Regions from separate parts of the Sus scrofa genome. Here regions 1 and 3 are each linked to region 2. Evidence: chromatin contacts called from public HiChIP or PLAC-seq data. All regions are on one chromosome and are shown on one strand. The core of a region is the stretch at or near the end of the contact, and the rest is flanking DNA. Distances in the headings are between cores, read along the strand shown.

Region 1 (3,500 bases), core at 987-3,486, 97 kb before region 2:
GTTTGGGGGGTTTTTTGAGGTGAGGTTTTATTCAGCATTTTGTAAAGTTTCTGGTTTATTGTACTGTGGTCAGAGATGGTAGCCAATAAAATTTCAAGTTGGAGATATCTGGTAGTTCCTTCAGAGCCTCATATTTTATCAATATTTATCAGTGTTTCATTGGCATTGAAAAAGGTGTGTTCTCCATTTATGAGATACAAAGTTCAATAAATATCATTTGAATGCAAGCCCCAGAATGGAAACTTCATTTACTGCTGTATGTCTATGTCCAGTAAAGGGCCTGGCACACGTCATATATTCAATAAATATTTGCTGAATGAGTGGCTAATGAATCAATCACCTTGCCATTTAAATTCTCAATACCTTTGTACCTTTGGTTATTTTTTCTTACTTCATCTGTCAAAGACTGCTGAGTTATGCTGGTTTCTCACCACTAGTATATTTTCTAGTCTAGATGGCTAAATATAGCTATAAAGATCTATACATAGTTATCTCGTCTGCTTCTAAGTATTTTAACTTTCTATATTTCCACACATGATTTCCTGCCTGAAGGTTTATGGCTATTATACAACCATTGTAAATATACCCTGTATCGATATAAAATGAACACGTAACAAAACACTATCTATACGATACGGTTTAATTATGCATTTATTATTTTGAAAAAGCAAAACATAATAAAATTCAAAAGGTCTAATAGCACCTTTTCATAAAAGTGAAAAATCATTTGTCTCCCTTTTGTCTCCCACTGCCCTCTTTCCCTCCCCTGTGGCAACTACTGTTGACAGATTTTTGCCAGTTAGCTTACTTTGAAAACATTACTTTTGTTTTAGAGAGGAGTTTACGGGATATTACGGGAACTGTTTTGATCTACATGTTTGGTGTCATAAGTCTTCTTTTTTTTGGCCATGCCCATGGCATGGGGAAGTTCCCAGGCCAAGGGCTGAAACCACGCCACAGCTACAGCCTGACCCACAGTAGTGACAATGCCAGATCCTTAACCCCAAGTTACCAGGGAAGTCCTATTAGTCATCTTATTTTATGCTTTCTGTTTCTTAGGCTCCCTTTATGCTTTATGTTCTGCTAGATGGATTACCTTTGCTTTTATCTTCTCTAGAACTGTGGAAGGCATATATTCTACTTTTAAATTTCCCTACTGCTTCCCCCTTAATATTTTCAAAGGTATTCTTTCTTTCTTTCTTTCTTTCTTTCTTTTTTTTTTTTGTCTTTTTAGGGCTGCACCCACAGCATATGGAGGTTTCCAGGCTAGGGGTCGAATCAGAGCTGTAGCTGCCAGCCTGCACCACAGCCATAGCAATGCGGGATCCCTAACCTGCTGAGCCAGGGATCGAACCTGAATCCTCATGGATACTAGTCAGGTTCGTTAACCACTGAGCCACGATGGGAATGCCTCAAAAGTATTCTTAACTTGTATTTCTTGACTTGAAGTCAAGAAGAAAATCAGAGTTCCTGCTGTGGTGTGATAGGACTGGCGGTGTCTCTGCAGCGCTGGGATGCAGGTTCAATCCCCGGGGCTGGCACAGCGGGTTAAGGATCCGGCATTGTCGAAGTTGGGAACGCCATATGCCCGTGGGTGGCCAAAAAAGAAAAAAGGAGTAAACTAACACACTGTGAGTCCCCCCAGTGCAATCAAGAAATTAAGCATATCTCTTTCTTCCTCTGATAATGCTGATAAAATTGGGAGTTACAGATGGAGGTTATTATTATTGTTCTAATCTTGCTCTGTGGTTGGGAGGGAGATTTATCTGCTTGTTAAGGGTTTAACTGTTTATCTTCCCCAAAATCATAGGCTGAAGTCTTAACCTTCCGAGCCACAGAACGTGACTGTCATTGCAGACAGGATCTTTAAAGAGGTAATTAAGTCAAAAAGAGGTCATTACACGGGACTCTAATCTAATATGACCAATGTCCTTATAAAAAGAGGACTCTGACACAGCCATCGAGAAGAAAGATCATGTGTTGACACAGGGAGATGGCCACCATATCTACAAGCCGAAGAAAGGGGCCTCAGAAGAGGCCAATCCTATACCTTGATCTCAGACCTCCAGCCTCCAGAACTGTGGGAAATAAATACCGCTAAGTCACCCCGTCCACCGTCCACCGCACTTGGTGATGGCAGCCGTGGCAAATGAACACATGGCCCAGGTTAGCTCAAGGGAAAGGGGGACCACGGAAAAGCCCCCTCTCATGGGCCCACAGAATGTCTCTAACGACCCTCTGGAGACCCATGGAGGGGACCTCCGGAGGGGACAGAGCACCACGTGTTCCCAGCTGGGCTGCCCCATCGCTTCCTTGACGCGGATGTGGTGACTGATGCCTCTTAGTGACACTGACCAGGAAGTGACCCTCCCCTGCTCAGGAGCCCGCCTTGCTAGCCTCCCGTTACAAGGAGCTAAGCAATGTTCACAGCCACAGTTAGATCATCTTCCCCTGGAGAGAGAGACCCCAGGCGTGGCGCACCTGCTCCAGCGACCTTGTCCTTGCGCCGCACCCAGGACTGGGTCTCGCTGGCAGAGGGTTCACGGACGGCTCTTCCTTCCCAGCTCGCCGCCTCTTCCCCCCTCCTCCCTAATCCCTGCAGAGCTGAGGCCTTTTCTCAGGAAACGCCACCTCTTCCTGCTTACAGAATCTATTCCCCAAAACTTCCGGGGTCGTGTAAACATGAGAGCAGCATGCATTTTTTGCTGGCATCTCTGTGTCTACTCAGCACAAACATATAGCGGAGGGCGAAGCAGGGGCAGCAGGCTTGGGCTCTGGGGCTTTCGGCTCTGAGAAGGAAGGGAAATACTGAAGGGCTATATTTGCAGGGTGTCTACTGCAAAATATGGATTCAAACACTCTTCACCATCTGAGGAATATTTCCCTTCTAAAAAGTCTCTGGTTGTCAGTTGAAGCTTTTTTTGTTTTGTTGTGTTTTCTTAGGGCCCCAGGCTAGGGGGTCAAATTAGAGCTGCAGCTACCGGCCTACACCACAGCCACAGCAACCCTTTACCCACTGAGTGAGGCCGGGGATCAAACCCACATCTTCATGGATCCTAGTCAGGTCCATTAATCGCAGAGCCACGCTGGGAACTCCCGAACTTTTTTTTTTTTGTCTTACCTATGGCACGCACACAGAAGTTCCAGGAATCAAACTTGTGCCACAGCAGTGACCCAAGCTGCTGCAGTGACAACACTGGATGCTTTACCCTCTGCACCACGAGAAACTCCAACACTGCGTAGATTTTGAGTGTACAACATAATGATTTGATATACACATGTACGTGTTGCAAAATGATTACAACTGGAAGTTAACACCCATCACCTCACATCCTTGATTTAAAATGTTTTTCGGGGGAGTTCCCATTGTGGCGCAGCGGAAACAAACCTCACTGGTATCCATGAGGATGCGGGTTCAATCCCTGGCCTTGTTCAGTGGGTTAAGGATCCGGCGTTGCCGCCAGCTGTGGTGTAGGTTGCAGGTGCAGCTTGGATCCTGT
Region 2 (3,226 bases), core at 311-2,810:
CGCCTGGCTTCTCCCGCCTGCAGACGCAGGGCTCGGACTTTGCACAGTCTCCTCTGCATCTCAGGGGTCTGGGTTTCCTGGGTCACGAGGACCACCTGCCTGCCTCTTACCCTTCTCCCCTGTAAGCTTTGGGACGCAGGCACCCCCCAACCCCCCCCGCATTTCTTGCCTAGTTGTTGCCATGGAAATAGCTCTGTGTTCCGCCGCTTCTCTGGGCTGGGGGTCTTGCAGGACTGCTGAAGCTAAAAACAATCCATGGGCTGGCAATACCCCCATCTGCTCCTCCCCAGGAAGCCCTGGACCTTGCTTTCCCAGCCTGGGGTGGCTCCTACCAGGAATTCCAGAGGGATGAGGGGGCAGAGGGAGAATGGCAAGGGCCTGCTCTGGAAGAAGTTTCTTCCCATCAGCTCTGGCCATGGGGCAGCGGCCTCTGTGCGTCTCTGAGTTCCCTCCATTCTCCGCTCTGTCTTGAATCTTTCCTGTGGACAGTAATAGAGAGCCTCGGGTCGGGCGGTGATCCTGGGAAAGGCCTCCTGTCCTGAGAGGTGGGTCCGGGAGCACCTGGGCTGTTGTCTTGGGTAGAAGGTGCTGGAGAAGCAAAGGCCGTCCTCCTCAGCGAGGATGGAGAGATGTCTGCCCCCCAGCTGCAGGCCGGCTAAGCCAGAGAGGCTGGAGCAGGGCTCAGGGGTCCCTCACTCGTCCCCCTTGAGTGATGAGGGCAGGAGCCCCTCATCCTTATCTGGCTTAGTCCTTGGGTCCAGGCGCGCTGGTTTTCCTATAGGCCTCTGTCCACCCCGTGAGCGGCCCGTAAATTGAGGCGTCTGGCCACCGTGAGGGGCACTTTCTGAGACCGAAAACAGCCGCAAGCTGTGGCCTCTCTCAGAATCAAGCCCTTCCCGAGCATGGACCCAAGCCCCCCCGCCTGGCTCTCTGTCCTGCAGGGTCGGCATGTCAAGACCGGGCAGCTGGCTGCCATCAAGGTCATGGATGTCACGGAGGTAGGGAGCAGCACGGGGCAGAGGGAGGGTCGGAGCCTTGAGGAGAGGGGAGGCGGGGGCCTCTCAGGGCTCACTCCTCTCCTTCCCGTAGGATGAGGAGGAAGAGATCAAGCAGGAGATCAACATGCTGAAAAAATACTCTCACCACCGCAACATCGCCACCTACTACGGGGCCTTCATCAAGAAGAGCCCCCCTGGGAACGACGACCAGCTCTGGGTGAGACGCGCGCTCTGGTCTGTCCCCGCGCCCCCAACTTGGTCTGGCCACTCTGCCCACCTTTGTGCCCAGCACCTGGGAAGGCAACGGATCAAAGCGTTTGTGGGTGGCGGCAAGACTCGCCTCCTCCAGGCAGTGCGAGGCCTTTCTGGAGGATTCCTCAGCCACAGCTTGCTCCAGCTCTCCTGGGCCTCCCCCACATTCCCTCCTGGCCCAGAACATTCCTAAGAGTCATCACCCTCCCCAGCCTGCATGCTGGTGCCAGCCAACTCCCCAGCCTCACCCTTTTCGGATGCTCAGCCAGGCCCTGGAGGAGAGGGCAGTGGGGGCACAGCACTGGCTGGGGGGTTGGCGCTCAGGCCAGGTCCCCCCTCCAGCAGTTGCCAGACAAGTAGCCTTTGAGCACTTTCTGTGTACCCTGCACAGATCGTCATGAGTTGTGGTCCCTGCCTCCCAGCCACTTCATTTTTTGGGGAACACACACGCACACACACACCCAAAAAGAAAGAAAGGAGAGGAACAGGTCTGGTAGGTTTACCTGCCGGCTCTGTGTAGTGGGAGATCCTTGAGGACTCGAGGCTGAGCGCTGGTGCCCGGGCGCCCCCTTGTGGATCCAATGGGCACTGTTCTCCCCTCCTCCCACTGTGCTCTGCTGTGGGAGCGGGAGGCCCAGATGCAGGGTGAATGCAAATTACCTCTGTTATGCATGTAAATGTACAGATCCTGGCCAGCCTTTTTGTGTCAGAGAAATATTGGACAGGGATACTGACTCCACACCCCGAGGACTTGTTTGGCCTCTGCCTCTGCATCCCTAGAGGTGCTGGCTGGCCAGGGCCTCTTCTCAGCTCCCTGCCTTGGCCCTGCCTGTTTGCAGGGTTCCACGGACGTCTTTCAGGTTCTCTCCTGCAGCTCTCTGGTAGCCCCTTGCGCTGTTGTTGTCTCTAGCAGACCCGGGACGTGCTGATTCTTAGCCCCTTTCTTGTCTCTCCGTCAGGGATTGGCCAGCTTTTTCTGTGAAGGGCCAGATGTACATATTTGAGGCTCCGTGGATCATAAAGTTTCCGACAGCTACCCATCTCAGCCATAGACAAGGCACACATCCCCAAAGATCTTTATTCAGGACACAAAGATTTGAATTTCATGTGACTCTTTCTTGATTTTTTTTTTTTTTTTTTTGCTTTTTAGGGTCACACCTGCGGCATATGGAGGTTCCCAGGCTAGGGGTCCAATCGGAGCTGTAGCTGCCAGCCTATTCCAGAGCCACAGCAACGTGGGATCTGAGCCGCATCTGCAACCTACACCACAGCTCAAAGCAATGCCGGATCCTTAACCCACTGAGCAAACCCGCAACCTCATGGTTCCTAGTCGGATTCGTTAACCACTGAGCCACGAGGGGAACTCCTTGAGCCACGACGGGAACTCCTAACAAACAGAAGTTCACTTTATTTTTTTGTTTGTTTGTTTTTTTAGGGTTGTACCTGTGGGATGGATATGGAGGTTCTCAGGCTAAGGATCTAATTGAAGTTGTTGCTTCTGGCCTATGCCAGAGACGCAGCAACGCCAGTTTCTTAACCCACCGAGCGAAGTCAGGGATGGAACCCTCAACCTATGGTTCCTAGTCGGATTCGTTTCCGCTGTGCAACAGCGAGAACTCCGCAACTATTTTAAAAAATTTTTTTCTTTTTTGTCTTTTGTCTTTTTAGCGCCATACCACAGCATATGGAGGTTCCCAGGCTAGGGGTCAAATCAGAGCTGTAGCTGCTGGCCTACACCACAGCCACAGCAACACAGGATCCGAGCTGCATCTGCGACCTACACAGACCTACACAGCTCATGGCAATGCTGCATCCTTAACCCACAGAGGGAGGACAGGGATCGAACCTGAATCCTCATGGATGCTAGTCAGGTTCGTTAACTACTGAGCCACGATGGGAACTCCTCTTCCAACCATTTAAAAATGTAAAAGCCAGAGTTTCCTGGTGGCTCAGTGGGTTAAGGATCCAGTATTGTC
Region 3 (3,424 bases), core at 189-2,688, 75 kb before region 2:
ATCTGGGGGGAAAAAAAACCAAACTGGCTCAAATTTGCATGGAGAGTACCACCACTGATTTGCCTGCCCCTCATATAAGTTCCTTTGTTTATTCCATATATACTTATTTAGGAATAATGGGTTTTGGTCCAGGCAATATTCTAAGTGCTATAAATAGGGTAGCAAGAAGGGCCCCTTTTCGGGAGTTCCCATCATGGCACAGTGGTTAACAAATCCGACTAGGAACCATGAGGTTGCGGGTTCGGTCCCTGCCCTTACTCAGTGGGTTGACGATCCAGCGTTGCCGTGAGCTGTGGTGTAGGTTGCAGACGCGGCTCGGATCCCGCGTTGCTGTGGCTCTGGTGTAGGCCGGTGGCTGCAGCTCCGATTCAACCCCTAGCCTGGGAACCTCCATATGCCCCGGGAGCGGCCCAAGAGATAGCAAAAAGACAAAAAAAAAAAAAAAAAAAAAAAAAAGAAGGGCCCTTTTCTTCATCAGAGCTCACATTCCAGTAGGGCAGACTGATGGTAAATTTCCCAATGGACCTTGACCTCTGGGAAGGCACATTTGTCTTCTTGGAGCCTAGTACAAGGCCTGGCATGCGGAAGTAGTTAATAAAAATTGGTTTGATGAATGATTCAGGCATCAACCTGGAGGTTTAAAAAAAATTAAATCTCAAAGATGTAAAAGGAGACAGCCTAGGAGTTTCCATTGTGGCTCTATAGTAAGGAACCTGACTAGTATCCATGAGGACTTGGGTTCGATCCCTGGCCTCCCTCAGTGGGTTACAGATCTAGCAGTGCTGTGAGCTGTGGTGTAGGTCACAGACCCGGCTCTGATCTGGCCTTGCTGTGGCTGTGGTGTAGGCCGGTCTGGGAACTTCCATATGCCTCAGATGCAGCCCTAAAAAGACAAAAAAGAATTTTTTTTAATTAAAAAAAAAAAGGAGACAGCCTAAAGTATATGATTAAGACATCATGCATCCAGATCAAGTTAAGATTCCATGGGGATAGGATAGAGAACTTAGAAGTGGGTGTTCCGTGGATCCCAGGTGCCCCATGCTTGAACTTAATAGATAAGATTTATGGAGCAATTGTGGTAAGCTTTTCCATTTACAAGGTTTGCACGTATAATAGCATTTAATCCTCACATGAAGTTTGCAAAATAACCTATTATTACCTTCAATTTACTGTGGAGGGAATTCAAGCACAGAGTCAACCTAGGGCTCACACCATTGCTCATTGGGGGAACTGGTTCTGACTTCAGCCTCTCTTCACAATACCCAGGCTGCGTCTCACTACAACCTGGCCATTCAGGGAAGGGAAATGTAGAGACGTGTCACTGCTACTAAATACCCCAAATCCTCTTCATCCAGTCCCTCACCCCTCAGATGCTGCCCTTTGGGGCAAAGGGCACAGGGGAGGGGGCCTTACTAGATTAATTATTAACACTTTGCACCTCAGAGCACCACAGTCTTCTCTCCTCTCCTGAAGGCGGAGGGACAAGGACTAGCCAGGGGCTGGCAAGGGCAGTGGTCCCTGAAGCAGCCATGGGGGTCACCTCACTGTCTCGGCGGGTCCCTCGGTGCTGGAGGCGCAGTGCAATCCCTCTCATTATCTTCACGCTACTGCTTCTTTATCTCTGGGCTCAGAGCCTTCGTGAGTGGCCCCTTCCCTCACCTGCTCCAGGAGGAATCCGGGACTCCAGGCCCTCAGAACCTAAGGCCCTCACTGCTCTGTCTCACCTCCTCCAGGCGCCCTCTCAGGCTGCCGATCCGGGACCCAGTCCTGCATTGCCAAAGGACTGCCACCTTTCCAGGTACTCTCTGGGCAGGGCTGGGACTAGGAGTTCCAGGTAGGACCCTGAGCAGGGAAAGTGGACCAGGCCGAGGATCTGATGAAAGGTGGATCCTCCTTCTCTCCCGTCTCCAATTAGAAGCTGAGAGTTACAGCAGGAGGGACACTGGCTAGACCTTAGCAATAATTTCTTCAGAGCCCAAATGCGAGGCGTGGTGAACCCTGCAAGCTAGGGGCTCTGCACTCCCCCCCACCCCCACCCCCCACCTCATATCTAACCCCCAGGCCCAGCAACAGTCAGGATCCCTGGAGGGACTGGAACGGGAAGAGCCTCAGTGTCTGAGCCCCCACGGGATGCTGGGCCGCATAATGAGGCCGTTCCGCGCCAGTCTGAACCCCAAAGGGGATGTGGAGTTGTCGCAGTACCTGGCAGGGTGGAGAGAGCTAGTCAGGTGAGTGCTCGTTGTCTCCCTACCCCATCCAGACCCCGCCTCTTTTTGAACCATCGCCCTCTCTCAAACCTTCCCACCATCGAACACATACAGGTTCCTAACTCCCCTCGGCTCCATCTTCTCTTTCGCCACAAGCGAGGCCTTCGCCAAAGTGACAGTCCTCGAGGCTCTGGTGCACGGTCCAGAGGCCGCTCACTACACGTCGCTGGCGACCATGGTGGCGTGGGAGAGGCCCGGGGTAGCCCCTCGGCACTCGACCCGGAACCCGGGTTCACTAACCATGCTCTTGCTGCACCGTGCGCTACGTTGGTCCCAGCTCTGCCTCCACCGGGTGGCAACCGGGCCGCCCGGAGGCCCGGACGCCGGCGCCCAGTGCAGCGACGCCTACAGCACGGCCCTGGCCCCGCACCACCCCTGGCTGGTCCGTCAGGCCGCCCACCTCGCATTCCTCGCCTTCCCGGGTCGCGGCCGCTTGCTCGAGCTGGCGTGTCCGGGGGTCAAAGAGGCAGAGGCGCGGGCTGCGCTGGCCCAGGCCGCGGGCACTCTGGAGGACGTCTACAACCGTACCCAGGGCTTGTTGGCCGAGCGCCGCCTGCTCCAGCTGGCCTGATGCCTGCTGGCAGGACGAAGGAAGTGCCCTGGGGCTGGGTGGCAGCCGCTGGGTTGCGTCTGACCCTTCGCAAGGCCTCCTGGCGCCGGGGGCGGGGCCGCCATATACCCCGCCCCACGGTGACGTCATCGCCATGGAGGCCCACCCCGGTGGAAGTGGGGCTTTTAGCCTCTCTCTACGCAATCCCGGGGAGAGGGGAGGAGCTGTGGGTAATAAAAAAGTATTCTTTGGTAGCCGTCGATTTTTAGCGTGTTCTGTGTGATGACGGCAAGCCCTTAAGGGAAATAGAAAAAAATGTATGTGGGAAGGTGTGTGTCATCCCTGTTCCCGGCAGCCGAGAGACTCATGCTACCCCTGGCCTATTTCAGTCCCTCCTGTGGCTTCAGTTGTCAACGACATGCCAAATCTCCAGTCCCGACCTGTCCTCGCTGAACTCCAGACCCCGTAAAGCCTACTCTTTCCCGGACACCGCCATAGACACCGCAAGTGCAGCACATCCAACGCGAATGCAATCACCTCCTCCGAGAAATGCACTTCTTCTTGTGTCTCCCGTCTCTATGAATAAATGACACCCTTTCCCATCAAC

The links. HiChIP or PLAC-seq counts read pairs in DNA pulled down with a chosen protein or histone mark.
Region 1: a contact with region 2 is called in an H3K27ac HiChIP or PLAC-seq map of alveolar macrophages. The contact joins two enhancer-like sites. A contact is called at or near these places in 2 of 47 Hi-C or Micro-C datasets (liver and skeletal muscle) and 1 of 2 datasets of contacts at active chromatin or transcription factors (alveolar macrophages).
Region 3: an H3K27ac HiChIP or PLAC-seq map of alveolar macrophages shows a contact between it and region 2. The contact joins the promoter of GLTPD2 here to the enhancer-like site in region 2. A contact is called at or near these places in 3 of 5 promoter capture datasets (fetal liver, liver and skeletal muscle), 26 of 47 Hi-C or Micro-C datasets (alveolar macrophages, blood, brain and 13 more) and 2 of 2 datasets of contacts at active chromatin or transcription factors (alveolar macrophages and skeletal muscle).

The regions. Positions count from the first base shown.
Region 1 is chr12:52,126,622-52,130,121 of Sscrofa11.1, reverse strand. No RefSeq gene overlaps it. Among named protein-coding and RNA genes, the nearest start is that of TM4SF5, 10 kb to the right of the region's middle. Within about 2 kb of position 2,236, at least 9 of the 83 cell types and tissues checked have an H3K27ac peak or open chromatin away from gene starts, as enhancers often do. A contact at or near this core is called in alveolar macrophages, where this site is marked.
Region 2 is chr12:52,029,030-52,032,255 of Sscrofa11.1, reverse strand. It overlaps MINK1 (misshapen-like kinase 1), which reads left to right. Exons shown (of 32, transcript XM_021067776.1): 3 at 942-998; 4 at 1,090-1,215. Among named protein-coding and RNA genes, the nearest start is that of CHRNE, 31 kb to the right of the region's middle. Within about 2 kb of position 1,560, at least 20 of the 83 cell types and tissues checked have an H3K27ac peak or open chromatin away from gene starts, as enhancers often do. A contact at or near this core is called in alveolar macrophages and omental adipose tissue, where this site is marked.
Region 3 is chr12:52,104,148-52,107,571 of Sscrofa11.1, reverse strand. It overlaps GLTPD2 (glycolipid transfer protein domain-containing protein 2), which reads left to right and starts at 1,438. Exons shown (of 4, transcript XM_003131910.6): 1 at 1,438-1,638; 2 at 1,734-1,798; 3 at 2,062-2,228; 4 at 2,322-3,071. The coding sequence starts at 1,530. The coding sequence ends at 2,838.